Regions from separate parts of the Pan troglodytes genome. Here region 1 is linked to region 2. Evidence: chromatin contacts called from public HiChIP or PLAC-seq data. All regions are on one chromosome and are shown on one strand. The core of a region is the stretch at or near the end of the contact, and the rest is flanking DNA. Distances in the headings are between cores, read along the strand shown. Region 1 holds the start of ZBTB8B (zinc finger and BTB domain containing 8B). Region 2 holds the start of RBBP4 (RB binding protein 4, chromatin remodeling factor).

What was found. HiChIP or PLAC-seq counts read pairs in DNA pulled down with a chosen protein or histone mark.
Region 1: a contact with region 2 is called in an H3K4me3 HiChIP or PLAC-seq map of stem cell-derived excitatory neurons, with 2.7 times the contacts expected there. The contact joins the promoter of ZBTB8B here to the promoter of RBBP4 in region 2. A contact is called at or near these places in 1 of 7 Hi-C or Micro-C datasets (stem cell-derived neural progenitor cells) and 1 of 1 datasets of contacts at active chromatin or transcription factors (stem cell-derived excitatory neurons).

What each region holds. Positions count from the first base shown.
Region 1 is chr1:198,503,131-198,509,601 of NHGRI_mPanTro3-v2.0_pri, forward strand. It overlaps ZBTB8B (zinc finger and BTB domain containing 8B), which reads right to left and starts at 3,032. Exons shown (of 4, transcript XM_524650.8): 1 at 2,844-3,032.
Region 2 is chr1:198,312,542-198,319,038 of NHGRI_mPanTro3-v2.0_pri, forward strand. It overlaps RBBP4 (RB binding protein 4, chromatin remodeling factor), which reads right to left and starts at 3,441. Exons shown (of 12, transcript NM_001246374.1): 1 at 3,333-3,441; 2 at 2,594-2,741. The coding sequence starts at 3,348. ZBTB8OS (zinc finger and BTB domain containing 8 opposite strand) reads left to right here and starts at 2,977. Exons shown (of 7, transcript XM_063783364.1): 1 at 2,977-3,037.

The DNA of each region.
Region 1 (6,471 bases), core at 1,782-4,281, 190 kb after region 2:
AGACAGGGTTTTGCCATGTTGCCCAGGCTGGTCTCGAACTCCTGGCCTCAAGTGATCTGCCCCCCTCGGCCTCCTAAAGTGCTGGGGTTACAGGTGTGAGACACCACACCTGGCCTCTGAGTTGAGTTTTCTATTTCATGCAACTGGGAGACTCCTAACTGACTGATTCCACTACCCTTGGTTAACTCCTGTTTATTATTTATGTCCTGGCCCTTCTCTGTCAATGAACTACAAGCCCTTTGAAAGCATGAGCCATGTCTTATTCAATTTTATATCCCTTACAGTATCTGGCAGAGTGCTTTGGACAAAATAGATTTGTTAAGCAAAAAAGGAATATTCATTTCTTAACTGCTTAGTAGATAAACTATAAACCAAGTTTAAAATCCACTTGGGGCCGGGTGTGGTGGCTCACACTTGTAATCCCAGCACTTTGGGAGGCCAAGGTGAGTAGATCACCTGGGGTCAGGAGTTCGAGACCAGCCTGGCCAACGTAGTGAAACCCCGTCTCTACTAAAAATACAAAAAAATTAGCTGGGCATGGTGGCGGGCACCTGTAATCCCAGCTACTCGGGAGGCTGAGGCAGGAGAATCACTTGAACCCAGAAGGCGGTGGAGGCGGAGGTTGCAGTGAGCAGAGATTGTGCCACTGCACTCCAGCCTGGGCGATAGTGTGAGACTCCATCTCAAAAAAAAAAAAAACACAAGAAGTGTGTGGAGGGACTTTCACCTTTCATTTTAAACCTTTCTGATAGAATGTTTTACTATGTGCATGTATTGCTTTTCTTTTCTTTTGAGACGGGGTCTCACTTTGTTACCCAGGTTGGAGTGCAGTCCATGATCACAGTTCACTGCCGCCTCGACCTCCCAGGCTCAAGCAATCCTCCTACCTCAGCCTCCCGAGTAGCTGTGACTACAGGCATGCAGCACCACACTCAGCTAATTCTGAAAACATTTTTTTGTAGAGATGGGGTCTCACTATGTTGCCCTGGCTGGTCTCAATGGTCTCGAACTCCTGGACTCAAGTGATCCTTCTGCCTTGGCTTTTTTCTTTGTTAACTAAGAAAAAAAGGAGGCAGGGCAGAGGGGTAAGGAGTTGGTAAGCCAGGTAGATAAATATGTAAGTACGCACAACACTTCTTAACTTGTAGTATGGTCTGATCTATAGGGGCTCTTCCCAGGGCACTTCCGTCTTTCACTGGAAAAGCCTCATTTCCAGAAATAGCACCTAAAACCAATTTCTTTTGGCTTTCTTACTGAAATTATTTTTTATTCTATTGCAATTATTTTTATTCTACTTCCTGACGTTGCAAAAGTCTATCCGTATAGTATTTTCTTCAAAATTTTCCCCAATCCTGTACTTGGTATATATTGTGTAAATATTTATTTATATCACCCCCATTTGCCTGAAGTGCTCTGCTGCCCCGGGAAGTGCTGAGGATCACCACTCATCCCAGAAGAGCAGCTCTTAGGGCAGACTGCTCTCAGAAGCACATTTATCCGCACTCTGGCAGGGAACCTCCCAACCATCCCACGGTTCCAACTCAATTCAACGGTTACCGGCTACATACAATGCCTGACACAAGGAAGATGCCAGGAATAGAAAAATGAACCAAGTATAGTGCCTGTCCTCCAGGAGACAGCAGATGCCAACACAACTACCTGCAATACAAACTCTCATATACCCTTGACGGAGTCCTAGACAGATCACACAACTGTCTCTGTTCAGAGGCCAAAAGCAGCCTTGAATTCCACCCCCGACCCTTTCTGACAAGACTCCTCCAGTCCCACCAACCTGAGAATAACAAAAACCTGCTCCTCAATTTTAGTAAATATTAAGCACTATTCCTTATAAAACACTGTACAAAGTACAAGCATATTCATTTTACTTTTTAAATTAAAATTTTTAAAAGGCACGGTCTTGCTCGGTTGCCCAGGCTGGAGTGCACGATCCTACCTCAATGCAGCCTGGAACTCCTGGGCTCAAGAGATCCTCCCGACCTTAGCTTCCCGAGTAGCAGGGACTACAGGTGCACGCCACCATGCCTGGCTTTTACAAGCACATTAGTTTTCACCTCACAATAATCCAGTGCGACAGATACTCTTAACTACATCCTCTTTTTCAGAGGAGGAACTGAGATTCAAAGATGCAGATAACATCACCAAGTTAGTAATAGAACAGAGATCCGACTGACTCCCGGGTTGACATCCTTAACCACTATGCTAACCGGCCTCCTCAAACCCTCCAGGACACGATGCGACAGGTTGGGGAAGTCACTCCTTTCTTTTAGGCATGGATCGGAGGAGAAGGACACTGGAGAAGTTTCCATTTCCATGCGAAGAATTTCAGGGTCAACTGCATCTAAACTGCTTGCAAGACAGACCCTCCCCCGTCCAGCATCAGACGACCTGCAGAGAGGCCACCAGAACCAGCTACAGGGCACGGCCCCCGAGGGTGGGGCCCCAAGGCCTAGCCCCTCCCATGGCCTCCCGCGGACAAAGTGGCCATCGCTGCCGCTGGCACTTCTCCAGTGTGGCCGAGCCCCCCACGCCTGGGCACCATTCACCGTGGAAGTAGTCGGCGCCGCGACCCCCGGCTGGACGACGCGGAGGACACCCAATGACAGGGAAGCTGGGGGCCCACGGCGGCGCCTGCCCCTCCCCACGCTGGAAGGGCTCGCGGGGCGGAGGGCCCAGGAGTTGCCAGGGCCAAGCGGTCCGAAGGAGGATGACTGAGTGGGGGCAACCCTGCCCGCTAACCCCAATCTCCGGCCAGCCTCCCGGGTGCTAGGAATCCGCCCCAAACCAACGAAAGCGGCAGCGCCAACCCGCTTCTTCGCGCTCACCTTCCAGCGGGTTCCGGCAGCGCAGCCACGGAGCTCCGCGCACCGACACGCCCCCCTTTCATTCACCTGGCGCCCTCCGATGAGAGGCGGGGCGGCTGGCCAATCGCGGGAGCGCCTGGCCTCGGGAAGGCGGGCCCTTCGGCCAGCAGGGTGGTCAATGGCGCTGGTGCCCCTCGGAGGATGCGCTCTGAAGGCGCCGGTGCTCGCAGGGTGATGGGAGTTGTGGTCTCAGCGCTGGCTTTTCGGGTAAAGATAGAGTGGACAAAACTACAAGTACCAAGATGCCAAAAGGGGCGAGGACCAGTGCTAGCGAAAGGCTGCAGCTCGGTTCGGTCTTTTGAGTCCCACTTGAGGGACCTGCCAAGTACCGGTCTCTTTGTCTGGAGAGCGAAAAGCACGTCGTGGGTATTAATGCAGCCCAGGGAATAAGAGCTGTGACTCATCAGTCCGCACATATTTCACCTACTGGCGCTGTCCGCAAAAATCTGGAAATAAGTGAAATGGTTTAATCGATTCAACAGGTTTTTATTGCATACCCGCGGTTTCTTTCACTGGGTAGTCGTTACAAAAGATAAAAGATTCAGCTCTTCCCTTGACAGGCTCTCCGGTTCATACATACTAGTGAAACGGCTAAATGGCAGTACTAGGTGCTAAGTGACCGTACAGGCGTGTTCTTGTCAGCTGTGAGCAAGACAAGGCAGCTTACCGCTCTCAGGGAGCTTAGTTCTAATGGGGGTGTATTCGTTTGCTAGGGCTGCTGTACCTAAGTATCACCAACCCGGTGGCGTCAATAACAGATCTTATTGTCTGACAATCCTGGGGGCATCTGAAAGCAAGATGTTGGCAGGGTTCGTTCCTTTTGAGCACTGTGAGGAAACGGTCTCTTCCAGGCTTCTCTCCTGGGCTTGCATATGGCCATCTTCATGTTCACAGGGTATATTCCCTGTATATGTCTCCATGTCAAAATGTCTCCTTTTGGTTGCAGTGAGTCGAGATCGCGCCACTGCACTCCAGCCTGGGGCGACAGAGAGAGACTCCGTCTCCAAAAAAAAAGTATTTTTATAAGGATACCAGTCATATTGGATTAGGGGTTCACTCTATGCCAGTATGACTTTTTTTTTTTTTTTTTTTTTTTTTTTTTGAGACGGAGCCTCAGACTCTGTTGCCCAGGCTGGAGTGGTGGCGGGTGGATCACCTGAGGTCAGGAGTTCGAGACCAGCCTGGCCAACATGGTGAAACCCCATCTCTACTAAAAATACAAAAATTAGCCAGGCGTGGGCCAGTAATCCCAGCTACTTGGGAGGCTGAGGCAGGAGAATGGCTTGAACCAAAGAGATTGCAGTGAGTGGAGATCTGGCCACTGCACTCCAGCCTGAGCAGCAGAGCAAGACTCTGTCTCAAAAAAAAAAAAAAAAAAAAAAAAAAAACAGAAAAAAACGCTACCCCCTTCGCTGACAGACCCTGATGAGGAGTAGTGAGCCATGCTAAGATAAAACAGAAAACCGGTTGGTACATATCTAAGAAACAGGAGAATGCCATTGGGTTGAGGAAGTGGATGGCAGGTAGACCAGCTTAATGGGCATGCAACCCATGCAGTGGCACAGGGCCGCACACTCAGAAAGGGCTGGTGCTTCCAGGTGAGGTTTTTTACTTAACAAAACAAAACAAAAAAAGAGCCAGGTGCGGTGGCTTACACCTGTAATCCCAGCACTTTGGGAGGCTGAGGCAGGCGGATCACTTGAGACCAGCCTGGCCAACATGGCAAAACCCAGTGTCTACTAAAAATACAAAAATTAGCTGAGCATGGTGACACATACCTGTAATCCCAGCTACTTGGGAGGCTGAGGCATGAGAACCACTTGAACCTGGAAGGTGGAGGTTGCAGTGAGCTGAGATTGTGCCACTGCACTGTTTCAAGGAGAGGAGGAGGAGGAGGAGGAGAGAGGGAAGAGGGAAGAAGAAGAAGAAGAGGAAGAGGAAGGAGAAGGAGAAGAAGAAGAAGAGGAAGAAGAAGAAGATTTAATTACTAACAAAAAGAAAATCTAAATAAATATTTTAAAAATTAAAAAAAAAAAGAAAGGGCTGATGCCTGGTTTAATGCTCTGCCATTGCCCTCTTAAAATTCTTAGTAGTTTTTGAACAAGGAGCTCTGCATTTTCATTTTGCATTGGAACCCACAAATTATGTAGCCAGTCCAAGCGACAGGAAATATGAATGGATAGAGAAGCAAAGGCCAGATTATGTAGGAATTTGTAGGCCACCTTAAGGAGTTTGGATTTTTTCTTATGAATGTGAAGGGACACCTTCGAAGGATCTTAAGCAGGGAAGAGATAAGATATGATCTCTCCCCTGCTGATAGATGCTGATAACTGGGGATAGGGTAGAGGTGGTAGAGATGGAGGGGTTTGTTTAGGATATATTTTAGAGCTTGTCAAAAATGTAATTGCAGTTCACTCTAAAGATAACTCAATAATTTTAGAAGGTAAAATGTCAGCCAAACACCACTGTACTATCTATCAAAGAAAAGTAGTTTACCTATTTCTTGTAAAGCTGGATACCCGGAGAGGGACAGCAGCAGTTACATCTTTCCTGTTAGTGTGGCTGTCCTTGCCACCCGGTTCCCGAAGGCCAGCTCGGGTGCTGAGGACTTTTGATCATCATGGCAGCAGAGAAAGCATCAGAAGTGAGGAGCACCAAGCTTCTCTGGGCTCAGCCTTTTGTATCTTCTTACCTGGGAAGTCATGTCATTGATGCCTTCACCTTAATTATGACTGTACCTGGAACTTACCCTAGTATTCATTCCACATCTCCTGCATCCAGGCTCCAAGCTTCAGGTCCCAAATTTTATGACTATGGCACACGCAACCTGTACTGGATGACCTAGTAACATTCCAGACTGCTAACGTAAAAGGGCTTTTTGGGGTGGCCTGCATAGGACATGCCCCTGACAACTAGGCATAGGAAATGTTTAGAGGCCTTATGATCTCTAGATCTGATGTGGTCTGCTGTGGGACTTACTCTCGCCACCAAGACCAGCACAACCTTTAGTGTTAGATGCTCTGAACTTCAGTATATTTTTCAAGGTTCAGTTAAAACTAACCTGGCTAGTTTAAGCAAAAAGCAACCTGGCTAGTTTAAACAGAAAAGAATTCATATAAGGAATTAAGTAATACAAATTATCAGGGAGGCTAGAGAATGACTCTGCAGGGATGACTCCAAACTGTTCCACCAGGGTAGCTACCCATTTTTGCTGCAATCAGGAAGGTAAGAAATCAGGACATCACCACTGTACCTGTTAAGCTCAACAACACACTGTTGTGGCTGTGATTAAGGGATTGGAAGTCACCATCACTATTGCTGCCCCTGAAACAGCCTCTCGACCCCTACATGGCTAGTGACTGGACCCTGCAACCCTGCTGCAGACACACCTCATACCTCTGCTGCCACACTTCAGCAGCAAGCAGCAGGCGGGTGGCCTCCACTTCATTTCCAAATCCTGGCCATGACATTTTAACTCTCCAGATTCTGCAGCATAGGAAAGGACACTAGAAGGAGATGGGAATGGATGCTGACTGCTAATCGACAGTACCCAGCAGCATGAATGGCACAGCAATGTGTCACTGAATCT
Region 2 (6,497 bases), core at 2,191-4,690:
AGCAACAACAACAAAAAACAATTCTCACATTATTTATCTAGATTTGCTAATGCAGAAAACTACTAAGATGACAGTACAGATTTCAGCCTTGGGGAATTAAGTCTTTAATTCTTGCTTTCGTAACCTAGCTAGTCATTCTATTATATTACTTGGGAAGTTTCTGAAAAGTAGGGGTTCTAGAATGTTTAGTGGGTATGGGATGGCCAATATTTGTGATCCACTAGTCCAATAAGCACAATTTAGCATATGACTATAATAAATGTGGAATCACCATTCCAGTACACTTCTCATTAAGTACTCTGCCACAAGTTCTTTTTCTTTGAGACAGGGTGGCAATCCCTAGCTCAGGCTGGAGTGCAGTAGCAGGATCACAGCTCAATGCAGCCTTGACCTCCCAAGGCTCAGGTGATCCTCCTGCCTCAGCCCCCGCCGAGGAGCTGGGACTAACAGGTACGCACCACCATGCCCGGATAATATTTGTAATTTCAGTAGAGACGGGCTTTTCACCATGTTGCCCAGGCTGGTCTGGAACTCCTGGCCTCAAGCAATCTGCCTGCCTCAGCCTCCCAAAGTGCTGGGATTACACGTGTGAGCCACCATGACCAGCCCACAAGTTCTTAAATGGTTTGAATTACCACTGAAAACTCTTGACAGAAATGATTCCAATTATCCTGAATTCCCCAAGCAATTCTGATGATCAATTGCATGTGGGAACTCCTGGTCATGATAAAGAAGCTTCTAGGCCGGGCGCGGTGGCTCACGCCTGTAATCCCAGCACTTTGGAAGGCCGAGGCGGGTGGATCATGAGGTCAGGAGATTGAGACCATCCTGGCTAACACGGTGAAACCCCGGCTCTACTAAAAATACAAAAAATTAGCCAGGGGTAGTGGCCGGCGCCTGTAGTCCCAGCTACTTGGGAAGCTGAGGCAGGAAAATGGCGTGAACCCGGGAGGCGGAGCTTGCAGTCAGCGGAGATCACGTGACTGCACTCCAGCCTGGGCAACAGAGCGAGACTCCGTCTCAAAAAAAACAAAACACAAAGCAGCTTCTAACTCCCAATTTCTAGGTTTTTACTATGGTTTTGTGTAACATCCCTAGGACACATTTCCCTATTTTTCCTTATGCCACTGTAAAGGTAGCAGCCTCATTCTTAAGTTACTAGTATAATTTCTGCGAAATTTCTATCATTTGTTGAGCTACATCATAGTCTAATAACATTTTGCAATTATCTTAACTTTTAAAGATCCAAGTTTTGAAGGAATTTACTTAGCACACAATCGCTTTTGAATGTTATTCAGAAAACTTAGTTTTGTACCAGAAAATCCATTATTCCAAATGGCACAATGGTCTTGTTAAAACTATGTTAATATCATCTAAATTTACCCTCCTCTTTGTTTTTTGCATTGTCATTTCTTCCTAAGAAATGAGGCAAATTGAGGCAAATTTTCCTTCCTCTGATAATTTTATCTGTACCACTTTTATGCTAATTATAACTAATTTGGATCCCCGATATGTAGCACCAAATACAGCCCCAATAAATGCAAACTATTTTATCCCCTCTACTAGAGATAAGCTACCTACACGTAAGAAACATGGTATTAATCTTTATAGCCCTCATTATGCCCAAACCCCTTATAAGAAAGCCATTCCACCTTCAGGTGTTTTCTAGGTACCCTAATTATCTCTCTACAACTGCTGTCACCATATATAACTATAATTATTAGTTTATATCTGCCACTTCAACTAGACAATGTGCTCCTTGAAGGCAGGTACCATGACATACTACGAGAATTCAAATTAAGTTTTGTTGAGGCCAGGTGCAGTGGCTCACGCCTGTAATCCCGGCACTTTGGGAGGCAGAGGCGGGCGGATCACCAGAGGTCAGGGGGTTGGAGACCAGCCTGTCCCACATGGTAAAACCCCGTCTCTACTAAAAAAACAAAAAAATTTAGCCAGGTGTGGTGGCAGGTGCCTGTAATCCCAGCTACTTGGGAGGGCTTAGGCAGGAGAATCGCTCGAATCTGGGAGGCAGAGGTTGCAGTGAGTCGAGCTCGCGCCACTGCACTCCAGCCTGGACAATAGAGTGAGACTCCGTCTCAAAAAGAAAAACAAAAAAGTTTTGTTGTAAGGACTAGACTCATAGTAATACTTTTTTCTTTTTTTGTGTGGGGGGCAGTAGAGACGGGGGTATTCCCAGGGCTGGTCTCCAACTCCTGGCCTCAAGTAAGCCTCCTGCCTGGGCCTCCCAAAGTGCTCAGATTCCAAGTGTGAGCCACTGCTCCTGGCCATAATACTTTTTGAAAGTTGACAAGTTTTGTACTATTATTTGGTACAGCCACTATTATTACAGGTATTATCATCAGCTACAGCTATTTAATTCAGTATTGAGAAAAAAACGCCAATATGTTTTCTCTTGTCAGGTAAGTTACAAAATCATTTTGTTATTTTGCCTTACTTTGTGGCCTAGAAAAAATGTCACCAAGAGGTTTTGATCACATGCCTTCTCCGGGTGACTGAAGAGCGGAAAAAAGAAAATCAATGAGAAATCTACACTGAAAATACATCAAAATAACGTTCGGGAGAGTCATGTCACCTGGTTACATCTGGAAGCCACTGGGCAGTTAGGCTGGGCCACTCCAGAGCATGGGTCATCACCAAATCATAAAGAAAAGGGGTGTTCTTTTTCCATATTTTGTATTCCTCGTTGATCACTCGTTCTTCCACTGCGTCGTCGAAGGCTGCTAAAATTTTTAAAAACAAATTTAAGTTAGCAAACAAACGGAAACCGAGTAATCCTCTGCAAAGCCACCTGCATGACTCCTACATCCTAACCATGAAATGGAGGTGATTTGTCTAAATCCCCACGGCAGAGGCATGCACACTCTCCACTTTCGCGGCGCCGAAACTCCTCGGGCCATCCCCGCCAAACACTCCGTTACCCGTTCCAGGCCACGGGGCCAGCCAGGCCTTCGGAGCACGCTCGCGCGCGCCGAAACTCACAAGCCGGACGAGGAGGCCCGAGCTCCGAGCCTTGTGGGTAGGAAGCGGTGTCCCCACGCTCGGGACAGAGGCCGAGAAACCGATATCGGAGGCAGGAAGAGAAACAAACACTGGCCGGGGGCCCCACCGCTGGCTTCGCCAGCTGCGACCGAAATCGGTCCCAGGGAACTGGCGAGCCGTTAGCCCGCCCCACGGGGAGTTCCCTCTTCACGCCTTCAGTACCGGGGACTGCACTCGGCAAACTCGGGCCTGCCCTCACTGTTAGGCCATGTCGAGGCCGCGGCTCAGCCCAGGCACCCACTGCCCTCCTGGGTCGGCCCCGGCACCCTCACCTTCCTTGTCGGCCATGGCGGACAGGCGAGCCGGGGGAATCCTGGGGTCGAGCGTTGCAGGAGGGGCGGGGAGGCTGCAAGAGCTCGCTCTGTGCGCGCGGCCTCTATTGTTTCCTGCGCCCCCAGCGCGAAGGCTGACTCGCGCACCTTCGCGCCAACATCAGCCAATCGGAGCGCTCCTAATGGCGGGATGGGCGGGGAAGCCGCGTTCGCGACCAATCCAGACGCGCGGAGTAGCTTTCCGCGGGGACCGAGGCGCGCGCTCCGCCCCTCCCCCCACGCCTCCCCGAGCCGACTTCCAGCGATTGCGCGCGCCGGCGTTGACGGGACTGCGCCCGGTCAGGGTCACGTGAGAGAGGTTTGGTCCGCACACTCCCGCGGCAAGAGGGCAGCCATTTTCTTGAAGGCTATTAAGCTTACGACCCTTTCAGAGTACTGAGATGAAAAATCTAGAATGCCTTCGGGTCTAATTATCAATTTTGGGGGTGAAGCGGGGGAAAAAACCTCGCCAGTCAGACCCAGACGGGTTTCATTCAAGGTGCCCTTCAACGTTTTTCGTTAGTCTTTGGAAAGAACTAGTAATGAAGGAAGCGCAGAAGATGGGGTTTTGGCTTTTTAAATATGCGATCCAAGCGGCAGGGTAGGGACTAAAGTAGGTCAACAGCCAACTCCGAGAAAGGAGTGTGGTCCTTTAAGGGTGTGCGCCAAGGGGCGGAGTCTAGAGCGGAAGTAGTAATTCCGGGCCGAAGTCCGGTGGATGAAGGGCGGAAGTAGAGTGTCTAATCCTGCAGTCATGGCGCAGGAAGAGGAAGATGTTAGAGATTACAATTTGACTGAAGAACAGAAGGCGATCAAGGCCAAGTATCCGCCAGTCAATAGGAAGTACGAGTGTGAGTAGGTGGCTTACTTCTCTCTTTACATGTAAGCACACAGGCATCCCCTCTCCTTACCTGCGGCTTCCTGCTGCTCTTTCTACTGTGCCCCATGGGTACTTCAGGCATGATCCCATTTGTGCCGGCTGTTGTAGTCGCGTTCGTACTTCTCCTGGGAATGCTGAAGGAAAAAGCCACCTGGTTTAATAGTCGCGAAACCTGGCCTCCCTCATTTACAGTCTCTTGAACTTCTTCCACATGTGTCTAATCACATTTATCTTCGTAAATTCTAAAGATAACCATATTTTCAGGCGTTTGCAGTGTTGCTACCCCCATGTATTTCCCAACGGTGAGATTAGAGTGTGCGAGGTTAGAGGACTCGGAAAGCTAATTAGGGGATTTCTAACTTGATGTTTCACCTCGATCATATTAGCAAAAAACCTGGTTTTGCCATTTATGATTGTGATTTTTAAAAATGATTATTTTAGGCCGGGCGCGGTGGCTGACGCCTGTGATCCCAGCACTTTGGGAGGCCGAGGCGGGCGGATCACCTGAGGTCGGAAGTTCGAGATCAGCCTGACCAACATGGAAAAACCCCGTCTCTACTAAAAATACAAAATTAGCTGGGCGTGGTGGAGCATGTCTGTAATCCCAGCTACTCGGGAGACTGAGGCAGGAGAATCGCTTGAACCCGGGAGGCGGAGGTTGCGGTGAGCCGAGATCGCCCCATTGCACTCCAGCCTGGGCAACGAGCGAAACTCTGTCTCAAAAAAAAAAATATATATATATATATGTGTGTGTGTGTGTGTGTGTGTGTGTGTGTGTGTGTGTGTGTTTTTAGAGATGGGGTCTCGCTCTGTCGTCCAGGCTGGAGTGCAATGGAGCGATCATAGCCCGCGCTGCAGTGTCCAGCTGGTTTTGCCATTTATTCGCTTAGTGACTTTAGGTAAATCACATAACCTATCTTTGTCTCTTAAATTCTATATTAAACGTTAAGCTGTCATCCCTAAAGGTAGCTGTGGTTTGGGGAGCACAAATCTGACTTTTATTTATCTGCTTAAAATCTTTCATTAATTTCTCATTGTCCTCTCTGTAAAATCTACTTATTTACCATAGTATTCTAGGCAATGTGCTTTCTGGAGCTGGCATACCTCCTAGCATATCCCCTTCTCTCACTTAAAAACAATTTAAAAATATTATAGGCCGTTTGCGGTGGCTCACACTTATAATCCCAGCACTTGGCGAGACCTACGTGGGTGGATCACCTGAGGTCAGGAGTTCCAGACCAGCCTGGCCAACATGGTGAAACCCCGTCTCTACTAAAAATACAAAAATTAGCTGGGCATGATGGTGGACGCCTGTAATCCCAGCTACTCGGCAGGCTGAGGCAGGAGAATTGCTTGAACCCAGGAGGTCGAGGCTGCAGTGAGCCGAGATCACACCACTGCACTCCAGCCTGGGCAACAGAGTGAGACTGTCTCAAAAAAAAAAAAAAAAAAAAGGCCTGGTGCTGTGGCTCACGCCTGTAATCCCAGCACTTTGGGAGGTTGAGGCGGGTGGATCACCTGAGGTCAGGAGTTTGAGATCAGCCTGGCCTGGCCAACATGGTGAAACCCCATCTCTACTAAAAATACAAAAATTAGCTAGGCATGGTGGTGGGTGCCTGTAATCCCAGCTGCTTGGGCGGCTGAGGCAGGAGAATCGCTTGAACCTGGGAGGCGGAGGTTGCAGTGAGCCGAGATCGCGCCACTGCACTCCAGCCTGGGCGACAGAGCCAGACTCCATCTCAAAAAAAAAATTATTTTTAATAGGTCATATATATTGATTTGAAATTCAGAAAGTGTAACATAGGCAGTGAAAAGTAACTCTGGCAGCCCCCATCCTCAACCACCTAGTCCCCCTCTGTAGAGCAGTCATCGTTACCTTTTTCTTACATGTACATGCCTAGATGTTCTAGCATTTGCTTTAACCAATTTTCAGTTGATGGACGTTTAGGCTATTTCTACTCTTGTGGTATTAGAAACAGTGCAGCATTGAATACACTTGTACATCCACTGTTTTGTACATGTGCAAGTGGATCTGTAGAATCAAGTTCTCCAAGTTTTTTTTGTTTCCATTGCTAAGACTTCTACATTTTTTAAAAGGATATTTTAACTTGGACAGTTATTGCCAAATTGCTCTCTATAGGAGTTGTACCAATTTATACTTTCACTAGTATTGTGTGAATGTGCCTCTTTCCTCCCACTTCTACTAATTGTTACCATACTTTTTTATCTTTTCTAATTTGTAAAGT